Regions from separate parts of the Triticum aestivum genome. Here region 2 is linked to region 1. Evidence: chromatin contacts called from public Hi-C data. All regions are on one chromosome and are shown on one strand. Each heading gives the region's core, a stretch centred on a gene start, on an enhancer-like site or on the middle of the called end of the contact. The rest is flanking DNA. Distances are from core to core; before and after follow the strand shown.

Region 1 (6,277 bases), core at 493-2,992:
TATCGCTACCACAAATTATTCATCCCAAAATTATTAACCCAGGAGAATCCAGCACCCATGTGAACTATGGTTGTTGTAAATATTGTTTGTTTGTGGAAAATTAAGTCCTAATTTATTTTCAGGGAAGTCGAGAGACCAAATCAATGCATAGCTCGGCACAAAAATTACCTTGTCTTCCTTGTAGTGTAGGTCCAACCAATTGCCGGAAGAAGCTTTCCACAAGGTGATAACGATCTTCGTAGGCTTGACCACAATCTTGCATTTCTCGGGAACTATTTCTTTGTTTAGTTTTGGGATGGCACACCTATAGTTCTTGCCTTTAACATCATGAAACTTGATGTCCACTGACATTGGCTTGAAAGTAGTCTCCACCTTCTCTTGGTCTACATTCTCAAGGAATACGTAGACCTGAACAGGCAGAACACAAAGTAAACCTGTTATCTAAATGCCATCATGGGAAATCCTCAAATCCAAATGTCATGGGAATTCAATTCACTAATACAAAGAAGACAATAAACTTGGGTTCTAGCATAATGCCAAGCAAACTTTTCGCCTGTCAAGTAGTCAGCCCTACGAATAACAGAGCTGATTCTAACCTATTATGAAAATTTACTGAGATACAATAAATTTGGGTTCTAGCTTAATATCAAGCAAAATGTCATAAGCTGTTCTTTTGTTTGCAAATTACTGTCCAGAACCAGCGTGGTGGTAAGAAGGAAAGGGGCATTAGAACAGGGTAAATTTATTCAGTGGCTATACAAGAAATGGCTTAATAAACGTCTTATATTTAGTTACGGAGGTACTGGTATTTGTTCTTGACAGTAATTGCAAACAAAAGAACAGCTTATGACATTTTGCTTGAGGTAAAATCAAACTGCAAAAACGTCTTATATTTAGTTAAAGAGGTAGTACTATCTAAGTGTTCTTGGGGGAAAATAGGTGTGTAATCCTGTTCTGGGACCCCCCCCCCCCCCCCTCGAGTCAACAACTCCTGATGAAGATATATTGCATCCTTAATCATTACTGTTTCATTAGTTTACCAGTCAATCGATCGTGCAACAATTGATTAAGATGGCAGCAGCCAAACATTTTGTTTTGACAGTAAGCTTGTTTTATAAACCAGCATTGGACACTGAGCCCAGATGGTGTGAAGTCGATCAACTAATCAGCACATTAGTATTGCCAACGAACAAGAATCGTAAAAAAAAAAATATCCCTTTCTCGCAGCAACGTACCCTGATCTTCTCATTGTCCTGGTCCCAGCTGAAGGACCCCAGCGTGACATAGCTCAGACCGGCAGGGGCCGCCGCCGCGACCGCCACCGCCTGCGGCGCCTGCGTCTGCACAGGCGCAGCCCGCGAGGCCAACTGCCAGCGAACAGAGAGACATCAGCTCAATACGAAAACCCGAGTCCACCCAGCGCGCCGGAATGAATCGATCAGCGGAGAGCGCTTGGATGGTGGGGGGAGGAAAGGCAAACCTTGGCGTCGACGCTGCGGATCTCGTTGGAGAGGAGGGAGACGACGCGGGGACGCTTGGCGAGGCCCTCCAGCCGCCGCAGCTCCTCCAGGTCCAGCCGCAACTCGTCCGCCGACATCTCCGGAGCGCTCTCTCTCTCTCTCTCCCTCTCTCTCTCCTCTGTTTTTCGTGGCTTGGGGTGGGGGTGTTTGGCCCTTGCGAGGAGGTTTGTAGGGGGTTTCGGTTGGGGCGGAAGGAAGGGGAAGGTTCCAGAGGAGACCAGTAGGGTGGAGGAATGGACGGCTCACTTACGCGGAGAACGATAGACCGGGCCCAAAGCTTTCGTGCCTCCATTTTGGCCTATTATTTGCTACTGACTTAAAGGGTTGGCTCGTGTTAGGCCTGGAATGGACGGTTCACTTACGCGGAGAACGATGGACCGGGCCCAAAGCTTTCGTGCCTCCATTTTGGCCCATTATTTGCTACTGACTTAAAAGGGTTGGCTCCTATTAGCCCGAAATGAGTTTTGTTTACTCCTCGTGTTCATATTTGTGGACTTGTGGGCTAGCGCGGCAGAGGTGTAGAGCATTAGGTCCACTCCAACCACTCCTTAAAAAGAAAAAAGAGAGAGAATAGGTCCAGGCCAACCATCTTCTAAAAAAAAGGTCCATTCAAACCCCTAAAAAAATTGGTCCACCAAAAGAAGGTGAAGAGCATTTGGTGCAACGGTAGGGATGCAAGCAGGTATCTTGCATAGCAGGAATGTATCCGGTGCATCTTACATAAGGCACAATATTGCTAGGTACGCACTTCACACTTTCATTGGGAGTTGGCCGTCATGTCTGATTAGACCAACCCGAAGATCTTTCACTATAAATGATGGGACGATCTAATAAATCTTGCGAGTTTGCCTAATAAATGTATCTGGTGCACCCACCCATATGGTGCAGTACGCACCCGATGTTGGTTATATATCTAAAAGTAATATTTTAAATCTGAAAAAATGGTATACTGACACAAACACGATATGAATCAATGTTGTCAAAAAATAGTCAAATAAAAATTGAAAACATAAGTAAAGATATATAAATGTGAAATTTGTTATTAATAGAGATAATGAGTAAAATCTAAAGCCCAACTTATGTTATGTACTTATTCAGTGTCGTATTTGTCATTTTTTTATCCCAAGCTATGTTTTGAGTTTTGATTTAAAACTTTATGACAACCTTGATTGATGTTGTGCTAATTTTTTTAGATCTTCCTGAACATTCTAAAATGTGTTATGGGGGTCCGGTTCACTGGATGCACCACAAGCACTGGTGCGTCAAACATATTTCGTATGCATAAGCCCGGAAAAACAGGAGGTTAGTTTAAACAAAAATAAATAGGAGCTGAGCGATTACAACTGACTATGGAAGCAAGGCGACCGCTGGATCGAAAACCTTAGCCACACCAACATCTATTCCACTCAAAAGAGATGACGTCAACTGTCACATGCCACCGATGATGGAACCAGCACATCGCAACCTTTGAATGATGCTACCATTGTCTTTGCCACATAGACACACATGCCACCGCACCATCGACCACCATCGCCCACCGTCCTCATGCCATTTGTGATGTCGCTTGTGCGTAGCCTAAAGGGGATGAGCAGAGGAATGAAGGCCTTCGAAGACGGCCCTTCAATAGGATGGTGACTTTAAGGTCGCCATCCAAACTAGCAAGGCGGATCCAAGGCTTTCATTGGGAGTCCAAGGATCCGGTTTAAGGAAGGTGGACTCCACGACGGTGCCAACAAGAAGGAAACAACGTGAAAGGGCGTCGACATCATCGACACAGAGGAAGCCAAGCAGAAATTTCGCCTGGAGCACCATCGACTAGTCATCCCCCCATGATATCGGCCACCATCTAGCCGTTGAGACACGCACCTTGCCGCGGCACGAGCAAGTCAAATCCAGCCCAAGCAATCTGGCCACCACCCGCACCAACGTCGCCAGCCCCATGCCTCCACCATGGGTGCCCCAACATGGAGCCACGCATCTTAAAACCCTAAGGTGTAGAAAGGTTGAACTAAAAAAAAGATCGAGCAATCATCTGTTATGTGAAAAAAATCATCTGTTGAAGAACCTCGTCGCATGTGTGATTTCATTAGATAATTGGTGTTGATATAGTGTTTACTGTAGTTTGCCGATCGTGACTCGGATCACTTTCGGGTTTTTTTTCCTCGGCACACATAGTTTTAGTCTTATATGACTTTGCTATTTGTCGTCGTGTTTTTCTCGGCACACATAGCTTTGTATTGGTTGTGTGCATCATAACTAAACAGAGGCCGGGTGTGTGTTTTTTGAGTTTGTATCCTTTTGATGCTCCTTTTCGAGCTAATAAAATCTACCCTTTGCTTTAAAAAAAATATTTTGTCGGAAAAAAATGTGAGAAATGGAAAGACAAGAGAAAGATGCTCTCCGATCCGCACCCGCGATCTACACTTAACGTGGGAACCTTTGCGTGCTGTGTACCGATACTAGCTGCGCGTGGTGACTCTGCCCTACACCACGCAGAGCAAAGGCCACAACATTAATACTCCTTTCGTTTTTTTAGTTCGCATATAAAATTTGGTTAAAGTCAAATTTTATAAAGTTTGACCAACTTTAGAGGAAAAAATATCAACATTTACAATACTAAAGCTATATGGTATGAAAGTTAATTTCATGATGCATCTAACAATGTTGATTTCATATTGTGAATCTTAATATATTTTTTTATAAACTTATTCAAAGTTAACAAAGTTTGACTTTGACCAAATCTTATATGCGAACTAAAAAAACGGAGGAAGTACGGAGCTACACTGTTCCACGAACCAGAAAATGGGTGCCCCCCATGGCTGGTACAGTCGCGATCGTCGACACTGTAGGTGCTATAGACGTTTACAGCGCGCGCATTACCGCAAAGCCCCTCTACCAGGAACCAACCAACAGCTTGGCATGTCTCCCGATCCCCAGCATCTCAAGATTTCTGAAACCGTCCACCCCAAGTAAAAACTAGCGACATGTACGTACACTGTGATAGATTTTCTCCAGTATATCTGAACGAGGCATGCCATTGCAGAATGCTTGTCATGCATGTTTTCACGCTCAGACGCAGAGAAACGGTGCGGTACACGGTCACCAACCAGCACGTGCATGGTTAACAAAGAGCAGAGCTCTCAAGTGGTACCATGCATGTATCTCTCGTCCTAGCTCGTTTTTTTTTCGAAACGGAGGCATAAGATTTGCCTCATCAATTAAATAAGAAGAGAATAGAGTTTAGAGTTTTACAACACCCACAAATATGGCATGACAATTACTCGCCCATAAAAATATCTCCTAATTTCTTTGCACCCGCGGTCACCCAAAGCTTGGCCTCATCGATAATGGCTGTGAAAAGAATGGTCGTTGGCGCACTCTTATGACGAAACACCCGTGCATTTCTTTCATTCCAAATGGTCCAGGAGACAAGCATGGTGAGAGAGGCCAAAGCTTGCCGGTTGGGGTTGCGATTGTCGGTTCTCTTGTCCCACCATTCGTAGACGGATTCATCCGTGTGCCACTCGGATGTATCTATGTGCGCGAGACCAAGCCTCTCAATGAGAGACTTCCATATCCGAATTGTAAAGCGGCACTTGAAGAAAACGTGGGCACCCGTTTCTTGCTCCCTATTGCAAAGTTTGCAGAGGCCACAATTTGGCCAACCTCGTCGCTGTAAACGATCGGCGGTCCAAATCCTATCTTGTATTGCCAACCACGCAAAGAATTTAACCTTTGGAGGTGCCCATGCCTTCCAAACCATACGGTCCAAGGGGGAAAGAGTCAAGCCTAGGAATTGAGCCTCGTACGCAGTGGTCGCCGTGTATACCCCGTCGTTCGCGTGCTTCCAGATGATGGTATCTTCGGTTTGCTCATGAAGGTGGACATCATTCAGGAGCATCCAAAGAGTGAAAAATTTCCGAATGTGGGCTGCGGTTACAACCGCGACTTGGTTGATCTTGAGTATCCAAGCATTCCCCTTGAGGGCCTCACGGACCTTCCAACTCTTTCTTTTCGAGGCCTCAAATATGAGCGGTGCAATATCCTTAGGTTTGCGACCAAGGAGCCATGGGGAGTCCCAAAAAGGCGTTTTGGCACCATCTCCCACCGTGATAGTCGTAGAAGCATAGAAAAACTTGAAATCCTCGACGGTGCAGGGGTTTCCCAGGCCAACCCATAATTTGCCGGGCTCGCTCCATTCATACCACAACCATCGAAGCCGCAAAGCACGTGCGAATTTGTCGGTGTTGAGCACCCCCAGGCCACCGTATTTTTTTGATCTACAAACCACCTTCCAGTTGACCTTGCATTTGGCTCCCGTTGTCTTGTCCGCACCGGATCAAAGGAAAGCCCCGTTTTGGGCACATCACATGCAGCAAGTGCGAATTTCCTGCGTCGTACAGACAGACGCGATGGACGCCAATAAACCGGCACAACCACTCCGGCGACCGGGCCAGCGGCTACCGGCACCAACACGCATAACAATAAAGCCGGAAAAATCCAGTTCACGATCCACACCCACCTCCGGTCTCCACGGACGGACTTCGCGGCGTGTCATCCCGACTGGCCGAGCCACTGGACCATGCGTGCATGCGCCACTAGCAAGCCGAGGAGTTGGTGCCGGTGCCCCAGGGCCAGGGGCCAGGTCTGAACTCCCGACGCCGTGCATGCATGCATGCATGATGCATGCGACCGGCCGGCCGGCTGGCTACCTGCCACCGGGCTGTCCTCATCAATGGCAGCGAGCGACGACGGAG
Region 2 (6,008 bases), core at 616-3,115, 370 kb after region 1:
AGTTGAACGTGTGCTGAACTCGGAGGTGCCGTGCGTTCGGTACTTGATCGGTCGGATCGTGAAGACGTACGACTACATCAACCAGTTGTGCTAACGCTTCCATTTCGGTCTACGAGGGTACATGGACAACTCTCTCCCCTCTCGTTGTTATGCATCACCATGATCTTGCGTGTGCGTAGGATTTTTTTTGAAATTACTACGTTACCCAACAGATCCCGCAGCCCCCGTCGAGTCCGTCCCTCCACGCACAGGACGAGGCACCGTAGCACCGCCGTCGAACCTGCCCGCGCGCCGCCGCGTCCCGGATGAACGCGCCGCCGCCGCCCGCCCGCGCCGAGCCCTCGTGCGAGGAGGAGATGAGCCCCCCTCCCCCCGCCGCTAGCACCTACCGGGCTTTGCCCGACCGCGGCAAGGGGAGAAGAGGGGCAGGGAGAGGGGGGACCTGAGGCGCCGGCGGCTAGGGTTACCCCCTCGGTCACTCGCGTGGGGAGCGACGCGAGAGGGACCCGGGGTATCTCGCTTCCACCCCGGGTAGAAAATACAAACAATCTTGACAACGCCCCATGTCCCCCAGCTCGTGGGTTTGGATTGGTGCTAGGGCCTGGTCCACTGTAGTTTGCCCCCCTGTGTGGTGGCTGTCCTGTCTTTGATGTTTCTGAACTTATTAGCAGTATGCCTGAACTTAGTTTTTCTTTTATCTTTTTTTGTTGAACTGAACTGGATCTGTTATGCTTGGTTTGGTTTCTCTTAATGAAATCAGAGGTAACCCTCTTCTGCTAAAAAATGTACATATTTTCCAGAGGCAATTAAATAAAGCTGGCTGGAAATGAGGTAGCAGATCATTCGAAGAACACCTGCAGTTAAATTGCCAGATAGCCAGTGAAAAAAAAGGCTATATTATAGAACAAGTTGCAGCACAACTGAAAAGGGCTGAAAGACTGGCGAAATACCGGCGCCCCATATCTCAAGGAAAACACACTGTAATCTACAGCGCGAAACAGTTTGGAAGATGCATTTAAGAGCATCTCCAACAGCCGCCGGACGCGCCGCGCGCTAAAAATTATTTTATCGCACGCCCATCGCCTGATTTGACGCGGCGCGCAGCGGTGGCTCCAACGGTCGCGCTAAAATGCAGCGCACGCGCAGCTCCAGCAGGCGCGCGCGCATGCTACAACATTTTTTTATATGAGAACTTTGCATAGATATAAAAAAACGATACATAGCTCTAGCATAAAATACGATACATAGTTCATAGCATAGATAAAACTACGAGTGAAACTAGATAGAAACTACGGATACAAAGGTATTTTACATTGTTCGAAAACATAGATAGACAGAATTATGGTGCAATTAGATAGAAACTACGGTGCAACGAGAAACTACGGTGACTTCCAGCCGCCATCATCATCATCATCATCCTCGGTGATGTTGTCCGAGGTGTCGAGCCACATGTTTTCCCAATGCAGATCGTATGGAGAGAAGATCGACCGCCCGCCGTTCTCGACGATATCGCACTGCGATAAAGCCAGTGCCTTGCACCGACGCCTGTCGGCACGCTCCGCGCAGCGCCTTGCCGTCCTCTCTGCCCAGAACTTGTTCTCGATGACGACGTCCTCCGGATGGGGACGGTGCCACTCCGCCATGGCTCGCTCGTCCTCCTCAGCGACGAGAAGGCGGCGCTGCTGCCGCACGTGGTCCGCACGGTCCTGGTCGGTTATGAGACGCGGCGGAGGGGCGACGTGCTACGCCTGCTCACGCGTGAAGACGTCATGTTAGTTCATCTGCGACCTGCGACCTGGGCATGTCCAAGCGCCACGCCGACAGGTCAGACGAACGACATGAGGACGATTGACCAGTTACCTGCTCGCGCGTGAAGACGTCTGACCAGTTGCCGCGTGAGGATGGGGTTGCGAACGGGACGAGCTCGCCTACTAGCCGTCCAACTGGTCAGACGAACGGCTGCGATCGCGCGCGGCCGAAACCGAAACATTAAATAAAACAGAAAGGGGAGCGAAAGTGACGGCAGAGTCGGCGGGAGGCGGCGGCGGGGAAAGGGGAGCGATGCCGGTGGCGAGGCCGGAGCCGCAGGAGCCGCGGGTGATCGCCCACCTCGACCTAGACTGCTTCTACGTGCAAGGTCACCACCCTCTTCGTCCCCTCCCCCCTCTCTCGCAGCGTCTCTGAACTGAGAGGGTAACAGTGCATATTGCTCACCTCCAGTCGAGCAGCGGAGGAACCCGGCGCTCAAGGGGCAGCCGACGGCCGTGGTGCAGTACAACGACTGGAAAGGCGGCGGTCTGATTGCGGTGAGCTACGAGGCCCGCAAGTTCGGCGTCAAGAGGTGAGGGCCGATTTTTACTTGCTCGGTCCGGAGTTCCCGGCAGATACCTGTGATGCTTTATTGATTGATTCAGGTCCATGCGTGGGGATGAGGCCAAGAATGTCTGCCCAGGTATAAACTTAGTCCAGGTTCCCGTGTCCCGTGACAAGGCCGACCTCAATGTGTACCGAAATGCCGGCTCCGAGGTACTAGTATGTTGCTGCAACAACCGAGTGTCAAACACTGATATTTACTGCATTAAACAACTAGGACTGCTCCATGGCATTGACGGTTTCGAGTCCGATCCTTTCAGGTCGTAGCGATCCTTTCGACTAAGGGGAAGTGTGAGCGAGCATCCATGGACGAAGTGTATCTCGACCTTACTGATGCAGCCAAGGAAATGCTCTTGGAATCCCCTCCGGAGTCATCAGAGTCTATTTTTGACGAGGCCACAAAGTCAAATATCCTTGACCTTCCTTCTGTAAGAAATTTGCCGTAAATTGGTTGGGGCTGCTCTTACATTTGATGAGAGTGTGATCGTAGACCTTCATATGTATGTTCAGGATGTCGGTGAAAGGGAGGAGAATGTGAAGGCATGGCTTTGTCGAGCAGATGCCAACTACCAGGATAAGTTGCTGGCATGCGGAGCTATACTTGTTGCACAGTTACGAGTAAAAGTTCTGGAGGAAACCCAATTCACCTGTTCTGCTGGCATTGCTCACAATAAGGTTTATAACGAGTCATAATAGTTAGTAGATGAAGTATGCTTTTTGCATGATTTGCTTCTTCTCATTCTGCAAATTTAAGTATAAATTGCCCAATTATTTGTACTGTACTATGAACTTAGGAAATCAAGTCAACTTCTCCATAGTGCTTCTCTTGCTTCATTGCCCTTTTGATACTTTCCTATTCCTTTTCCTGTTGCAGTGTTCCACTCAAATGTTGTTATATTATGCAGATGTTAGCTAAACTTGTTAGCGGGATGCACAAACCTGCTCAACAAACAGTTGTTCCATCTTCATCAGTTCAAGACTTTCTAGCATCACTGCCTGTGAAGAAGATGTAATGAGCTACATGACAACCCCACATTTTTTGGTTTCTTGTTTTTTGTTGGACATCGTTTTTTAAACCTTGTATTACTCTAGTCCTAACATTCCAGGACTGATTGATACTGAATTATGAAAACACGTCCATGTTATGCAGGAAACAACTTGGGGGTAAGCTTGGGAGCTCCTTGCAGGGCGATCTGGGGGTCGAGACAGTTGGGGATCTTCTAGGTTTTACAGAAGAGAAATTACAGGAGTACTATGGAGTAAATACAGGGTAAATTGTTTCATATTGCTTGGTCTTATTTCAGGTGCCAGATGTTTAGGATACCACGTTGAATGATTTGGACTTGCCAATTATTAATCCTTTTATTTTAGCATGTGACTTAAATTTCCATGCTACTATGCTTGTAGATTATAATTATAGAAATTGTACTCCCTCTGATCCATATTAATTTTCATTGATTTAGTACAACTTTGTGCCAAATCAGAGACAATTAATATGGATTAAAGGGAGTATATTGTTTGATAAAAACTCATCCTGTAAGCACATGATTTTGCACAGAACGTGGTTATGGAAGACTGCAAGGGGTATTAGCGGAGAAGAAGTTGAGGACCGTCTTCTACCAAAGAGCCATGGTTGTGGAAAAACATTTCCTGGCCCAAAAGCATTGAAGAATCATTCTTCTGTAAGGATGCCTGCTGCCTGTTGTGCCTTTTGTTCTCGAACAACCTTTCCTACTTTAGAGCTGCCTATAAATACTTTGAAAGATTATCCAGGAACTTCTCTGACAACTATATGGATGTGCACAGCTGATAGAAACCTAAAACATTAGTTGCTTAGTGATGTACATCTCATAACTCCAATGATCACCTGATGCAAGAAGAGTGTCTTGTCATTTAGTGACACAGCTTACTGGTATTATGCAGTGGTTGCAAACTACTTGGTTGATACTATAAAATATTTTATTAACGTCCTTTGGATCTTTTTTTTCATGCTTACCGAGCTTAAGCAGACTGGTATCAACATGCCTTGTGCTGGTTTGATTAGTGCATGTTGTACCATTTGAGTTATGTAGGAACTAATGATGCCGTACATTACAGATTGATTTTCTAAGGTACTGTATCCCACCGAAGTTAAAATAGGTTACCGTGTCATTTCTGATTTCTTTGGGTTCTTTAAATTTGGCACATTAATTACTAATCAGTTTCATACATTGTAGGTTAAGAGCTGGCTGGATAAACTTTGTGAAGAATTGAGCGAGCGGATTCAGTCTGACTTGAGCTGCAACAAGAGAGTTGCTCAAACATTAACTCTCCATGCTAGGGCATCTAAGGTACTTTGCGTAATTTAGTCATTGCTTTTTAGTTTCAGCTTACTAACTTGTGGGGAATATGTAGGAAAATGAGTCTAATTCAGTGAAGAAATTCCCTTCCAAATCTTGTCCATTACGCTATGGGACTGGCAAAATTCAAGAAGATGCAATGAAGCTATTCGAATCTGGCCTTCATGATTTTTGGGGTTCTCGGAATGCTGGATGGAGTATAACATCTCTTTCTGTTACAGCAAGCAAAATATTTGATATACCAAGTGTATGTTTGTGATAACTCTCTTGGTATTCTATACACTCGTGTGTTTAAAATCATCCCCTCTAGATTAACAAGCAGGTGACAATATGACCATGTTGTTTCTTTGATAAGATGTACTCCATATTAGCTATTTCATAATATCTTATCATACCAAATACGTATGGACATCACATTAGTTGCTGACTGCTTTTGATAACAACTTTGACATGTTTTTCTGGTGTATAGCTCTGTTATTTGAAGGAAGTTTATCCGTATTTTGACATGTAGCGTGGGACACTTTTATGTAATTTATAACTATATTTAGTGTGCAGGCTTGACTTGATAAGATAATAAGTGCATTAAAGAATTTATCCATTTTACCATTTTATGTTTTAATTGCTTCAGGGAACGAACTCAATCTTGAAATATATCAAAGGCCCAAGTTCCGATGCATCTTCGGCTATCCTTGATTCTTCCTCTACACCTGAGTTAACACCACTTGTTGGTAATGTTACTCAGTTCAGTATTGCAGACTCTGTAATTTCCGTTTGCCCTTACTGTACTGAACTGTGAGCATGCTTCTCTAGATAACAACTTATATATGACTCCAGTTCATGAACAGTGTGAACCATCATCTATAAATGAAGAGTGTGGCAATAGTATTTCAGCCAAACAATGTCGCTCAATTGAAGGAAAAGGTGTGCCAAAGAAATTATCGAAAGTTCAGGTAAATTGTTTCTTTCCTCTTCAGGGACCACCAAACTGACTTGTCGTGGGTTGCTAATTTCTGTTCTTTTAACAGTTAATGTGCCTTAAATATTTGAACCTATCCCCCACGTGCGAGGTTTGGTCACACCAATTAGCCTAGTGCATCAACACTTGATTGTTTGTGTTTTATTTCTTAGATAGAAATGAGATTACCATTTAGCAATGTTTTTCATTTTAAGAGAAGGTATCATTTGGTCCTTTGTATAAAGGCTGAAAAATGGAGCAAACTGAACTCAGTACTCAGTAAATTATGATGTTATATCCAAATACTAGAAACAGATCTCAGGTTTTGAGTTTTTCATTCT

What was found. A called contact is a pair of places that touch in the nucleus more often than the background predicts.
Region 2: a contact with region 1 is called in a Hi-C map of leaf, with 4 times the contacts expected there. The contact joins the promoter of LOC123070829 here to the promoter of LOC123070827 in region 1. A contact is called at or near these places in 2 of 5 Hi-C or Micro-C datasets (both in leaf).

Annotation. Positions count from the first base shown.
Region 1 is chr3B:547,038,320-547,044,596 of IWGSC CS RefSeq v2.1, forward strand. LOC123070827 (calcyclin-binding protein) reads right to left here and starts at 1,743. Exons shown (of 5, transcript XM_044494187.1): 1 at 1,481-1,743; 2 at 1,236-1,367; 3 at 169-408. The coding sequence starts at 1,597.
Region 2 is chr3B:547,412,678-547,418,685 of IWGSC CS RefSeq v2.1, forward strand. It overlaps LOC123070829 (DNA polymerase eta), which reads left to right and starts at 1,866. Exons shown (of 14, transcript XM_044494192.1): 1 at 1,866-2,137; 2 at 2,221-2,341; 3 at 2,415-2,526; 4 at 2,634-2,801; 5 at 2,884-3,048; 6 at 3,279-3,382; 7 at 3,524-3,643; 8 at 3,932-4,055; 9 at 4,590-4,703; 10 at 4,768-4,959; 11 at 5,341-5,440; 12 at 5,547-5,662. The coding sequence starts at 2,062.